3 separate regions of the Mus musculus genome follow, and regions 2 and 3 are each linked to region 1. The links are chromatin contacts, called in public HiChIP or PLAC-seq maps. All regions are on one chromosome and are shown on one strand. Each heading gives the region's core, a stretch centred on a gene start, on an enhancer-like site or on the middle of the called end of the contact. The rest is flanking DNA. Distances are from core to core; before and after follow the strand shown.

Region 1 (4,238 bases), core at 1,227-3,726:
CCTCTTCTCTGCTACTTCCCAAATCCATTCTGACTGGAGACTTTTCCAAAGCACCTAGCTGGTCATCTTCCCAATTAGGTACCGTCATTAACAACCCACTCCACACCAATCGACTTAGAGTAATGCATATTTGACTTCAACATACTTTATAAACCACCCTCATCCCTAATCTCCATAGTCTCTCTCCCACTCTGCAAGGAACCAACCAAGGGCAAGGGTTCCTTCTGGTCTGGGCCAGTGCCCTGAGCAGATCTTGGGCACGAACTCCACAGCTAGTCCCTCAGTACCCAGAGGAAGCTCCACTCCCAGGAGCCATGCTGAGCTGATGTCTCTGCATGTGTTAATGTTGTTCCTTTTGGCTGAAATGTTCTCTTTATGTCTTCCCTTACCTGTCCCTTTATAGTAGGTTCAATTTGGCTCTCTCTCCAAACATAGCATCTGATTTACATGCAACTGTGATCGCTTTGGTCATCACTGCTCTGTAGTTTCTTATGCAAAAGAATGTTCTAGCTAAGGCCTGACTGCATCAGATGGTGTACTATGTACCCTCTTGGATTCCATTACAGGAGCTAATATGCATAAAGGTGTTTCTAAGGGAAATGACATGAGTTTAGAAGAGTGAGAAAGAGAGGGTAGGAGAATATGACATCATAGGTGTTTATTCTGGACAGGCAAGTCACAGATGTTTTGAAACTGGGCTTGTACTGTGCTGCTTTGGGGTCGGCAGGTGACCAAGTCCAGAGCAGATGTGAGGGGAAGCCATTATTTTTATCTTTGCATGGACCACAGTGTCACTGTGCCAACCTGAGTCCTAGAGGCTGGGGAAGTGTCCCCAGAACCCATGGAATAGTTTCAGATTCTGACTTGCATTCTGACACTGGAGAGGGAGTTGGGAATGGAGCTTGTATCCACCAAACCAGTATGGTTTTGTCTAGAGCACTTTGGAGTCTGTCAGCAGTCTCATTTGTCATTTCTGGCTATGTATGGATCATCTATGTAGCCATAAGAACAGAGGTCATTGGCCAGGTAAGACCAAAGTGATGCAGAGAGTGAGGACCAAGTATGGGTTAAAAAAATTTATGGGTTGGTTCATAATCATGGTTACATATTCCTTGGTAACTAAGTATTTGAGGGCCATAGTACAGGGAATTAAAAGGCTCTGAGGGATTTGATTAATAGGCTTCATGTGTATTACAAACTGATGAATGGTGGGGAACCTGGGTTTTATTTTGTCTGTCCACAGCTACCCTCCAAGGCTTGAAGATGGAGACTCTTTATACATATGGTTGGCCACATGGCTGTGAACAGCATCTGCATAGTGTAGATTTTTAAAAAAGGGAGGGATGAAAAGATGCCTTGTCTGGAATCAAAGTGATGGAGGGGGTGGACACAGCAATCCTGAACAAACCAGTCCCACAGCTTTTGCTCTCTCTCTCTCTCTCTCTCTCTCTCTCTCTCTCTCTCCCCCCTCTCTCTCTCTCTCTCTCTCTCTCTCTGTGTCTCTGTGTGTGTCTCTCTCTCAGTTCTTCATGTAGGATAATAGCCCTCTGATACTAAGAGACCCAGTTCTCATCCAGGAAGCTGCTAAGAAAAACAACCACTGTCGAATTTGCCTTGTGCCCAGCTGACTGTGAGCTGCATCTTTGTGTTATCTCATGTGGGAAGAGTTGCCCTGGGGAAGCACAGTACCTAAGTGTTGCCCCCATGGACAGAGCCACTCTGTTCTTGAAAGAACCTGTTACCCAGTCACTTCTGTGTAGCCAAGGTATAAGCCCTGAGCAGTGAAGCAGCAGAGACCAGTTTGTTTTCCTGGAAGGGAACATCCTATTAACTCTATGTTCTGTGACTAATGCCATAGGCTGCAGCCCCAGACACCAGCTTTCAGGGCACCCACCACAGTCTTCTGTACTTCTGAGCCTGTGGAGAGAGCTGGATTGGGATGACATTTTCATTGTCTAGTGGTGTCCTAAGCTTGAGTCTTTTTCCTCACCTTCAGAAGATTAAGATTCCCCTATGTGCCAGTCAGCTTTCCACCACTGTGACCAAATGCTAGTGATAAAGCACTTATAAGGAGGAATATTTATTTAGCTCGTGGCTTCAGAGAACTTAGTCTGTAGTTTGTTGGTTTGTTGACCAATGGCAACATACTACATCATAGTGAAGGTGTGTGGTAATAAGGGAAAGTGTTTGTCTTATGGTGGCTGGAAAGGGCTAGAGTCTCAACAGCCCCTTCAAGGGCACACCAACTAATTAAGCTCTACTTCCTAAATGTTCTGTTGTCTTTCAGGAAGACCAGAGGCTGACAGCCAAGCCCTTCCTTTCAACACAATGGGCTTTAGAGCACAGTTAGACACCACATAGCATGCCATGCCAAAGACAGGTTAAGAAAGAACAAAAGCCTTTTACAACTCTGCAGTCAAGGGCTGGCTTTGCCTCTGAGGCTCCTCAGGCAACTCACTTCTGTAAACCTGTTTTCTCTCAATAGAAGTTGTCATGAGGATGAAATGTGATCATGTGTGTAAGGAACCCAGGGCACCGCCTGACTCAAAGTTAATAAATGCCAGCTCTTATAATAATTGACAAGACTAGCCTAGCAGGTTCCTGGGTCCCCCTGGAATGAAGACCCTGGCATAGGCTCAGATCAGATATTCAGACAATCCAGTGGTTCCAACTTTACTGATTGTTATTGTTAAGAGATGAGTAATACAGCAAACATTTGCTTTCTCTGAAGTAATGGTGTGAATTTGGTAGCTAATCCAACTGAGCCAATACTTATCTGCATCCACATTAGTTTGGAGGCTTAAAAGGGAGAGTGGAGTTGTTCTAGGGCCAGGATCAAGGATATGGGGAATCTAGGAACCTGTCTGCTAGAGCCCTGGAAGTAAAGCTAGGCACTGGGTTACATCCACAAACCTCCTTCCAGAAGCCCTCAGAGAATGTCTTGGGTTCCTCTGCAGATGAGAAGGAATCCAGTAGCCCTGAATCACCTGTAAGAGCACTCAAGCGCTACAGTCTCGTGGCTTCCTTCCCAGCTTGTCTTAGCTTGCCTTCTGTGTTGGTCAGGATTCTCTAAAGGGAGAGAATTGATGGAGTGAAGATATATTAAAAAGGGATTTATTAGGTTATATTACATAATATGGGCCTGGCAGTTCAACACACTGGAGAGGCTGGGAATCTTGTATTAGTTCTGTAAAGCTGGTTGTCTCAGCATTCCTAATCTGGTGCTGATGTCCTAGAAGATTCCTGGAGCTACTGGTCTCAGTCCATGTTGGAAGCCCAAAGCTGTTTCTAATATCAGCAAAGGAATGTGGTAGCAACAAGATAGATGAGCTTGCCAGAAGGAGTGAAGGCAACAAGCAAAAAGGGAAGTTTCCTTCTATCCGGCTGCTAGCAGAAGCTGCCGTCCACACGTATCTGATGAAGACAAGTCTCTCAGGCCAGGGGGTGCTGGCTTGCATTTTAATTTACTTCAGATTTAGTCAGGCTGATGACCAAGACTGGCTCTCACCCCTTCCCACGTCTGTCTACTCTTCCCTGTCTGTACGTTAGTTTCTCAGCCGACATGCTGCTGTTCCAGGCAGAACGTGTCTTCACTGTGCAAGCCTGTCTTTCTGTACCCACTCCTTACTATTCCTTCTCAATGACAGTACCTTTTCACTGCTGTCCCCAGGGTCCTTTGCACTAGCTCTTCCTGGAATGTCCCTTCCCTTCTCCACCAAGAGAAGACTTCCTTCATGAAAACCCAGCTCAGGTGTCATGTGCCAGATGTCACAGGAAGCTATCCCCTTTCCCCTGCAGGCCTCTCATGATGCCCACACTTGTCACTCCTCTCTCTGACATAGCAGAGAGTTCCTCTCCTAGATGTGTTCTTTGTTTGTTTGTTTCTTTTTGAGGAAGAGCGATCTCCTGTCTTACATTTCTCAAAAGACAAAATTACAACAAATTTCATCATAAATATCAATGACTTTTCTTCAGGGTTAGTGAATCAGGGCTATAAAATTGAACAGAAGCCATTGTGCCCAGCAGTGGACTCAAGACCAGTAGACCTCGGCGAACCTTTGCTCTTGACCACCCACAGACTTTCGGAACCGTGGCAGCAGTAACAGCAGCCCCGGCAGAACTGCTCATCATTGGCTGGTACATCTTCCGAGTGCTGCTGCATGGGTTCAGGTACTCCTTGCAGAAGCTGGCGCACACGGTGTCCTGGACTGGGCAGCAGGTGCTGGGGGACAGCAGGC
Region 2 (4,165 bases), core at 1,018-3,517, 590 kb after region 1:
TAGCCTGTTTCTATTTCACAGAATTGGTCAATAAGCATGACTTCTCAGGCACAAAGTCTTCCAGAGCCCACATTCTGGCTCCAGAACAATTACTATTTCATTAATTTTGAAGTACACTCTCCTGACTGCCTACCTCCATACTTCAAATATCTTTGCCATTGGGACTCACTCTGTGTTGCAATGTAGTTTAGCTTCTGGTGTCTCCTAACAATCCATGAGGTGACAGAATATCTTTACAATCAGTGTGTCGCACTGGGCTCAGTCCTTCATATTCTGGTAACTCAATTTCTTCAGTTGTAAAATGGGAAATATTAATAAAGTTGTAAAAAAATAAAAGGTTGTATTTGTTTTTGCAGGTTTCTGACATATTATGAAGGCTTAGCAAATCCCATTCTTATTTTTGTTGTTATGTCAGACCAGATGAGGAGTGATAAGAGCGTTATGATGTGAGCATCTGCTGGCAGCAGAAACCTGGGGAGCTGTATAGAGGTGACAGCAGGTCAGTAGGGCAATGGTAGTTCCCATGATCTAAGGGGGCATGTCGACTGAGCGTGATGCTGCATGTTAGCACTTAGGAGTTGAGGTGAGAAGACTGCTAGTTCAAAGCTAGGTGAGATACAAAGACTTCCATCTAGAAAAACAAAATACCAGGGCTGAGGATGGAGGGATGGCTGAACCATTAAGAACAGTCATTGCTCTTCCAGAGGACCTGAGTTCAAGCTCCTAACACCCAGGTCATGTGACTGACAACTATCAGTAACTACAGCTCTATGTTAGTTTGTCTTCTTCCTTGTCAGTAACTCCGAGATATCACTTGCCAGGTTCTGTCTGGGCCACTCTTACTCCAACAGGCCAGCCCTCATGCCCGTGAGTTCATGATTCACCTATCTCCACCTCTGTCTCCTTCCCATCCTTTGTGGTCTCTGCCTCAGATCCCAAGACCTCAATTCATGCCCTGCCATCATGTCTACCTCTTTTCTGCCAGCTGCAGGCTGTAGGCATTTTTTTTTTTTTTTTTTTTTTTGAGACAGGGTTTCTCTGTGTAGCCCTGGCTGTCCTGGAACTCACTCTGTAGACTAGGCTGGCCTTGAACTCAGAAATCCGCCTGCCTCTGCCTCCCAAGTGCTGGGATTAAAGGTGTGCACCACTACTGCCTGGCTGTAGGCATCTTTATTAACCAATAGTTTAAAACTAAGGAACAAGGTTTGCATTGGCTTAAGTGAGAATTCACACGTCTTGAGGCAACTAGATCTTGGGATACAGAATTTAGCATTATAATACATAGCAACAGGCCAAACCTCAATATACACTGGCACTTACACTCATGGATACATACCCACACACAGACACCTACACATAATTTAAAAATAATAAAAATAAATCCTAAGGCAGGTGTGGTGGCGCACGCCTTTAATCCCAGCACTTGGGAGGCAGAGGCAGGCGGATTTCTGAGTTTGAGGTCAGCCTGGTTTATAGAGTGAGTTCCAGGACAGCCAGGTGATACAGAGAAACCCTGTCTCGGAAAAAAAAATCCTAAAATTAGGAAAAAAAAACCTCTTAAGGAGGAGCAGAAGGAAGGAGCAGTAGTTTGAAAGCTGACAAGCAGTTGGTGGAATACAAAAAGGCAGAGGGAACAGGTTTATAAATGAAGATCAGTCTTGAGAGGATGCCAAGGCTGCTGCCCTGTGAGATGGGATGTTGGGTTAGAAGGGCTTATCAGGCTGTGCTAGTATGTATCCTTATTGGACTTGGATATCCCCTACTTATAATAGCTACTAGTGTAGTCATTGTTATATGCCTCTGTGGTAATTTATAATTATTATATTACAATAATTAAAAGAAATCAAACCTGTGAGTCAGATCATAGTATTAGGTCATTTTTGTAGAAGATATCAAGGTTCAAAGAGATAAGCTGTCATGCTCGAAGTCATGTGGCTTTTAAGTGGCAGAGCTGGAATTTGAATCAGGGTTCTGCCACACTGCTTTTTGAGTTCAGCCCACTAGCATCTCTCAGTCTATCTAGAAGTGATTTCTTCCCTCTATACAGACCCCTTCTCTGTCTTCTTCAGGGTCTCTGACTCCTGAGCACACAAATGCCAAGCTCACGAGTCATCTGTTTTGCCAAAATTCTGTTCCGATTTGATAAACTCTAGCCAGGCCAGCTCACTCAGCATGATTCAGCCAGAGAGAATAGCAAGGCCACATGCCCGGCATGCCGACCAGCTGAGCTCAGGCAGGATGGGTGGTGTTCAGGAACCTCAGCCTGACAGATGGCTCCACTCGGCTGTCTTCATGGGCCTGGTGCCAGGTGCTGCAATCACTCTCTGCAGGAGGGAGTTGTGGGAGCCTAGTTCTGTGAGTATCACATGTATGGGTTTATGGGTATGCGTGTGTACTTAGGAGCGAGGGTGTTTGTGATTCACATGCTCACTTGGGTGTTTGTGTATGTTTATCTATGTGTGCATGCCTGGTTGTGTGTCTCTTGTGTGTACATTCAGAGGTCTGTGTATGTTCAAGTTTCAAATCTGCATTCATTCTGGTTGTGTGTGCTCACACAATGAAAGAGGAAGACAGAGATGTGGGGGAAGAGAGAAGAAGGGGTGGCTTTTGAGTATCCCCACTTGCAGGGAAAGCTGCTACATGCCCCTTCACTCATATCTGTCCTCATTAGCCAGCAGCAGCAGCAGCAGCAACAACAACAACAGGAACAGAAACAGTAGCAATAGCAACAACATAAACAGCAGCAGCAACAAGAGCATGCAGCAATAACAGGAGCAACAGCAACAACAATAGCAGCAGCAACCACAACATGCAGTAATAAGAGCAACAGCATGCAGCAATAACAGGAGCAGCAGCAAAAACAGAAAGCATGCAGCAACAGCATCAGCAACAACAGCATGCTGTAACAGCAGCAGCAGCAGCAACGTACAGCAATAACAGGAGCAGCAACAACAACTCCATGCAGCAACAGCAGCAAAAACAGCAGCAGCAGCAGCAGCCGCCGCTGCCGTAGCAGTAATCATCCCATCCCATTGTGAAATGTAGGCTGAAATGGATGAATTTCAGATTTCTAAACATAGCTTCTTGACAATGTTTACCCATAAGGTAGAGATCTTAACTGTCTATGAATTTAGGGTTCCTTTAAACCTCTGGTTCCTTTAATAACCTCAGACATATCATTTCACATACATTTTCATGGAACTCACAAGGTACTCTCCAAACCCTAGCTATGAGTTTTTGGTTAAGAAAACTAAACATTTGCACGGCATGTAGGGAGAGCCACCTAGAGACCTGCTTAGGGAGTCCACAGGAGAATTGGATGTAGATACATTGTAATAAATAGAGTGCTGCAGTGAGTTCAGGGACAGATTGATGGAGAAACTGCTAGAGGGGGTCCAGGAATGATCCACCAATCCACAGAAGAGGCAGACACTCAGGCAAGGCATAGAAATGTGAGAGGCAATTGCGAAATCACGAAGATGGGGAAGGACATAAAAAGCAGAAAGGATGCTCTGTGTGGTCTGAAAGAGAGTCTTGGAGCAGCCCTGGAGGGCCTGATGAATAACTAGACAAAAGGTTCTGGTGTTGTATGAGCAAGGAATAGTCCGACTTAATGAGTGATTTGCAGAAATCAAAATACACCTAGCATTTGCCCAGAGAGCAAATAGAAATCTGTTGCAATAGTCCCTTTGAGAAGCCGGGCATGGTGGTGCACGCCTTTAATCCCAGCACTCGGGAGGCAGAGACAGGCGGATTTCTGAGTTGGAGGCCAGCCTGATCTACAAAGTGAGTTCCAGGACAGCCAGGGATACACAGAGAAACCCTGTCTCGACATCCCCCCCCTCAAAAAAAAAAAAAAAAAAAGTCCCTTTGAGAGAAAATGAAGATGTGAGCAACACTATGTGGGGAAACTAGAGGAGAGCTTGCACTAAAGATATTTAGCAGATATATCAGTCAGGAATCAGGATCTGCGCCTGGGAAGCAGAAAGGAAGAGGGTTGGTTTTTGAATTTTAGCTTGACAGAAAGATATACGTTTGTGCCGTTTGCTGAGCCAGACCCACAGCACTATGGTGATAGCCTCTGGGAAGGACAGGGATTAGGGATACAATATGAGCCATCCAAGGAGAGATTTACACTAAGCAATTTGCTATGTAGATGTGGAAT
Region 3 (4,187 bases), core at 1,370-3,869, 610 kb after region 1:
ACTCCTGATAGCAAGTTCATGTGTTCATATGGATGTGGCATATATATTTATATGAATCCATACACATATGCACCCTGCACACACATCCATTCATATGTGAACATGCATACATGTATGCTCACTATACTCACATACATATGAAAAATAAATCTTAGCCGTTCTGTAAACTGAAAGGAATAAAAATATTCTAAAGAGATATTTTTAGAATTGATTTTCTTTTTTTTTTTTTAAAGATTTATTTATTATATGTAAGTACACTGTAGCTGTCTTCAGACACTCCAGAAGAGGGGAGTCAGATCTCGTTATGGATGGTTGTGAGCCACCATGTGGTTGCTGGGATTTGAACTCGGGACCTTTGGAAGAGCAGTCGGGTGCTCTTACCCACTGAGCCATCTCACCAGCCCAAATTGATTTTCTCTTTGGCATGTTTAAAAGGTAATTGAAAAATTTCCAAAGAGATATTTAGACTCTTCCCTTTGGCTACCAGATGACTGAAACAAGGGACCTCAAGGAATTAACATTTCCCCAGGGATCTTAGTCTGAGAGAAGAGAACACTAAAGCTGTAGGAGGAGCTTGTCTCCCCCAGAGAGAGTCCACACAGCGCTAGCAATTTCTCAGACTCCCTTGTAACCACCTTGTAGGATAGATTTAAATACAGACAGTGGTGGTCAGTGATGGGTGGGGCCATGCCTTGACCCCTGACTGGGACTACATAGACTTTATACCTGAGTCAAGACCCTGGAAGATGGACTTGGAGGTGGTACTTGGTCTCTTTGTCTCCCTTCCCAGTGTGGCCACATTGACTAAATGCCCTTTTCTGGTCTCCATCAGTGGCTCCTAACTGGCTGGCTGAGGGGGGTCCTCAAGGCTAAGTTGTCAGGATTGCCAGGGTAAGGCTCTGACAGTACCCAACTCATCTCCACCTCAGGTTCCTCTTAGTGCCTGTCTTCGTTAGGGTTTTACTGCTGTGAACAGACACCACGACCAAGGCCACTCCTATAAAGGACAACATTTAATTGGGGCTGGCTTACAGGTTCAGAAGTTCAGTCCATTATTTTCACAGCAGAAGCATGGCAGCATCCAGGCACACATGGGGCTGGAAGAGCTGAGAGTTCCACCTCTTGTTCCAAAGGCAGCTAGAAGATTGGCTTCCAGGCAGCTAGGACAAGGGTCTTAAAGCCCATGTCCACAGTGACACACCTACTCTAACATGGACACACCCACTCCAACAAGGTCACACTTCCTAGTAGTCCCTGGGCCAAGCATATACAAACCATTACAGTGCCCCACTACCCTGGCTCCCTCCCTCTTATCTACCAGCCACTCTCTATTCCATGACTCTATTTCTTTCTTTCCAGCCCTCTCGTATTCACTCTGAAAATTCCTTACTTGGTGACTGTCTCAGAATAAAGGGTTGCATATTGTTCTTGATCTACAAGCTCTGACAGGAATAGTGCCTGCACAAAAGGGGTGTGTGTGCAATGGAGACAGAACCTGAATCAATGTGTAATGCGAATGAATGCCTTATTACCCAACAAAAATGCTAAGCAAGGAAGGGGCTTAGGGTGGGAACCTGCCTAGCATGCACAAGGTCCTAGGTTTGATCTACATCACTTAAAAGGAAGCTGGACCCTGTGAGTGTAAAGGGCTAGTAACTGTGACTTCACGTTGGGGGTTGGACTGAGGCAGAAGTAGATGATAAAAACAATTCTACTTTTTTTCTCCTTCCAAAAAAAAGCAGTTATCTGATTTTAAAGAGGAGGGGCAGTAATTCTTACATTAAGGGGGGGCGGGGGGAGCTGTTGACATTTCCAGGGAGGGAGCACAGTATGTTCCAGGGAGCATGACACACTCTATATGAGCTGACTGGAACTTCAGGCTTATTCTGAGTAACTACCCAAATGATGTGAGAGCGATAAGGCTGTAGCATTCTGGAAAAACTTGACACAGATGCTATGCTAAGCCAACTCCGTGGAATATTTTGATAGTGCTAATGGTCACTCAGTCTAAAAGACTATGGCTTGAAGTCAAGACAGCTGGACGCGTCCTGTGCATACTAAGCACCTGTCATAACTGGGCTTTTCTTGGACACAAGCAGACAATTCTGAGTTCTTTGCCAAGTAGGGACAGTGAAGGTGAGAGGAGACTTGGAACAGCTGAGACAAAGCTGTTTTATCTTTGGGGTTTTGGTTTTTAGCCAGCTTTTCACTGTGTAACCCAGAAAGTCCCAGAACTCACTATGTAATTCAACTGGCCTTTCACTAGCAGCAATCCTCCTGTCTCAGCCTCCCAAGTACCAGGGCTACAGGCATAAGCCACCATGCTTGATGCTGAGTCCAAGTATGATCAGATAAGTTTTATGCACAACATACTAACAAGCCATGCATAGTCTCACTTATGGGTATGGTGTTTGTTGTGAGACAGGGTCTTGCTGTGTAGCTTAGGCTGGCTTTAAATCCACAACCCCTCTGCTCCTGAGGGCTGGGATGTATCTATAACCAAGCCTGGTGGCAGTCACTGTTTATTTCCATTTTCTAGGGTGTGTGTTGGGGGAGGGGAGCAGAGAAAGGCCGAAACAAATATTCTTGCTCAAGATCATAGTTAATAAATTACAAGGGAAAACTTAACGCCAGGTTTACTCGGCCCCAAAGCCTGCATACTTTCTTTCTGCCACATTTGCCTCCCTAACATTCCTGGAAATCCTCACTGATGAAATGCATCGGTCATCTTTAAAAAAAAAATTTTTTTTAAGGTAATGATATGATCTAAACGAAAGGAAGCAGGAAGCAATAAAAACAAGCAATCCATATGAAATTGCTTTTGACTCTTTAACCCATGATCAGGAACCCTTCAAGGCAGGAAGGGCAGGACACAGACAGCCCCATGTTACAGAAGGGAAGGTGGGGCTGAGCTTCCCCCTCCTTCATTAAAGTAGCACTGCCGAAAACCCCTGCAGCCTGGCCCCACTTCCCATCCCATCACAGCCCACTCCACACCACGCTCTGTTGAACTTACTCAACAAGAACTTGCTCTTTACCTGCCTAGAATCCTGAGCTCTGTGTTCCTGGTGAGATGAAGTTAGTATGTTTCACCCTATCTTGCTTCGCTTCTCCCTCCCTCGTTCCCTCCCTTCCTCCCTCCCCTGTCCCTCTCTCCCTCCCTCCTCTTTTCCATTCCCCTTTCTTTGTTTTCCTGCACTCCCCCCCCTTCCCCTTTCTTTTCCCTTTCTTACAGGGTCTTGCAATGTAGTCCAGGCTTACCTCCAACTCAAGATTCTCTTGCCTCAGCTTCCTGTGTGTTATGATTACAGGTATGTGTGGCCATGCCTAGCTTGAGTCGCCTTTCTTATTTTTTCCAGCCCAGTGCTGGTTGGGCACTCCAATCTTCAGTAAGGATCTGCCGGGTGGGTACAGATGGGACCTGAACACCTTTCAGACCAGTGTGCCACCTCCGTCAGCCTGCCATTGTTGACCAGTCCCTTGCCTCTCAGATCTAGTCTCTTATCTGCCACTGCCTCTCTCTCACAAAACCCTAAGTTGAGCAGAATGCACCTCTCTGTGCTACATACCTCTATGACTTTATACAAAGTGTTCTTGGCTAGAACAACTTTGTCTCCCTCTTTTCCTATTCCTTATCCGACGCTCAGTGTGCTGGCTAGTTTTATGTCAACTTGACACAACCTAGAGTCATCTGAGAGGAGGGAACCTCAGTTAAGAAAATGTCTCCACAAGATCAGGCTACAGGCAAACCTGGAAGACATTTTCTTTTTTTTTCTTTTTTTTTTTTTTTTAATATGCTTCCTTTTTTTAAAGATTTATTTATTTATTAATTATATATAAGTACACTGTAGCTGTCTTCAGATATTCCAGAAGAAGGCATCAGATCTCATTATGGATGGTTGTGAGCCACCATGTGGTTGCTGGGATTTGAACTCAGGACCTTCAGAAGAGCAGTCGGTGCTCTTAACCACTGAGCCATCTCGCCAGCCCGGAAGACATTTTCTTAGTGATTGATGGGGGAGGGCTCAGTCTATTGTGGGTGGTTGCCATCTCTGGGCTGATGGTCCTGGGTTCTATAAAAAACGCAGGCTGAGCAAGCCATGAGGAACAAGCCAGTAAGCAGTAATCCATGGCCTCTGCTTCAGCTCCTGCCCCCAGGTTCTGCCCTGTTTGCGTTCCTGTCCTGA

What was found. HiChIP or PLAC-seq counts read pairs in DNA pulled down with a chosen protein or histone mark.
Region 2: a contact with region 1 is called in an HNF4G HiChIP or PLAC-seq map of pancreatic cancer cells. The contact joins two enhancer-like sites. A contact is called at or near these places in 1 of 484 Hi-C or Micro-C datasets (stem cell-derived neural stem cells) and 1 of 115 datasets of contacts at active chromatin or transcription factors (pancreatic cancer cells).
Region 3: a FOXA1 HiChIP or PLAC-seq map of pancreatic cancer cells shows a contact between it and region 1. The contact joins two enhancer-like sites. A contact is called at or near these places in 5 of 484 Hi-C or Micro-C datasets (cerebellum, cerebral cortex, pro-B cells and 2 more) and 1 of 115 datasets of contacts at active chromatin or transcription factors (pancreatic cancer cells).

What each region holds. Positions count from the first base shown.
Region 1 is chr7:113,588,770-113,593,007 of GRCm38.p6, forward strand. It overlaps the pseudogene Gm33828. Among named protein-coding and RNA genes, the nearest start is that of Far1os, 26 kb to the left of the region's middle. Within about 2 kb of position 2,477, at least 43 of the 459 cell types and tissues checked have an H3K27ac peak or open chromatin away from gene starts, as enhancers often do. A contact at or near this core is called in pancreatic cancer cells and uterus, where this site is marked.
Region 2 is chr7:114,179,429-114,183,593 of GRCm38.p6, forward strand. No RefSeq gene overlaps it. Among named protein-coding and RNA genes, the nearest start is that of Rras2, 64 kb to the left of the region's middle. Within about 2 kb of position 2,268, at least 182 of the 459 cell types and tissues checked have an H3K27ac peak or open chromatin away from gene starts, as enhancers often do. A contact at or near this core is called in pancreatic cancer cells, where this site is marked.
Region 3 is chr7:114,201,227-114,205,413 of GRCm38.p6, forward strand. No RefSeq gene overlaps it. Among named protein-coding and RNA genes, the nearest start is that of Copb1, 51 kb to the right of the region's middle. Within about 2 kb of position 2,620, at least 57 of the 459 cell types and tissues checked have an H3K27ac peak or open chromatin away from gene starts, as enhancers often do. A contact at or near this core is called in pancreatic cancer cells and uterus, where this site is marked.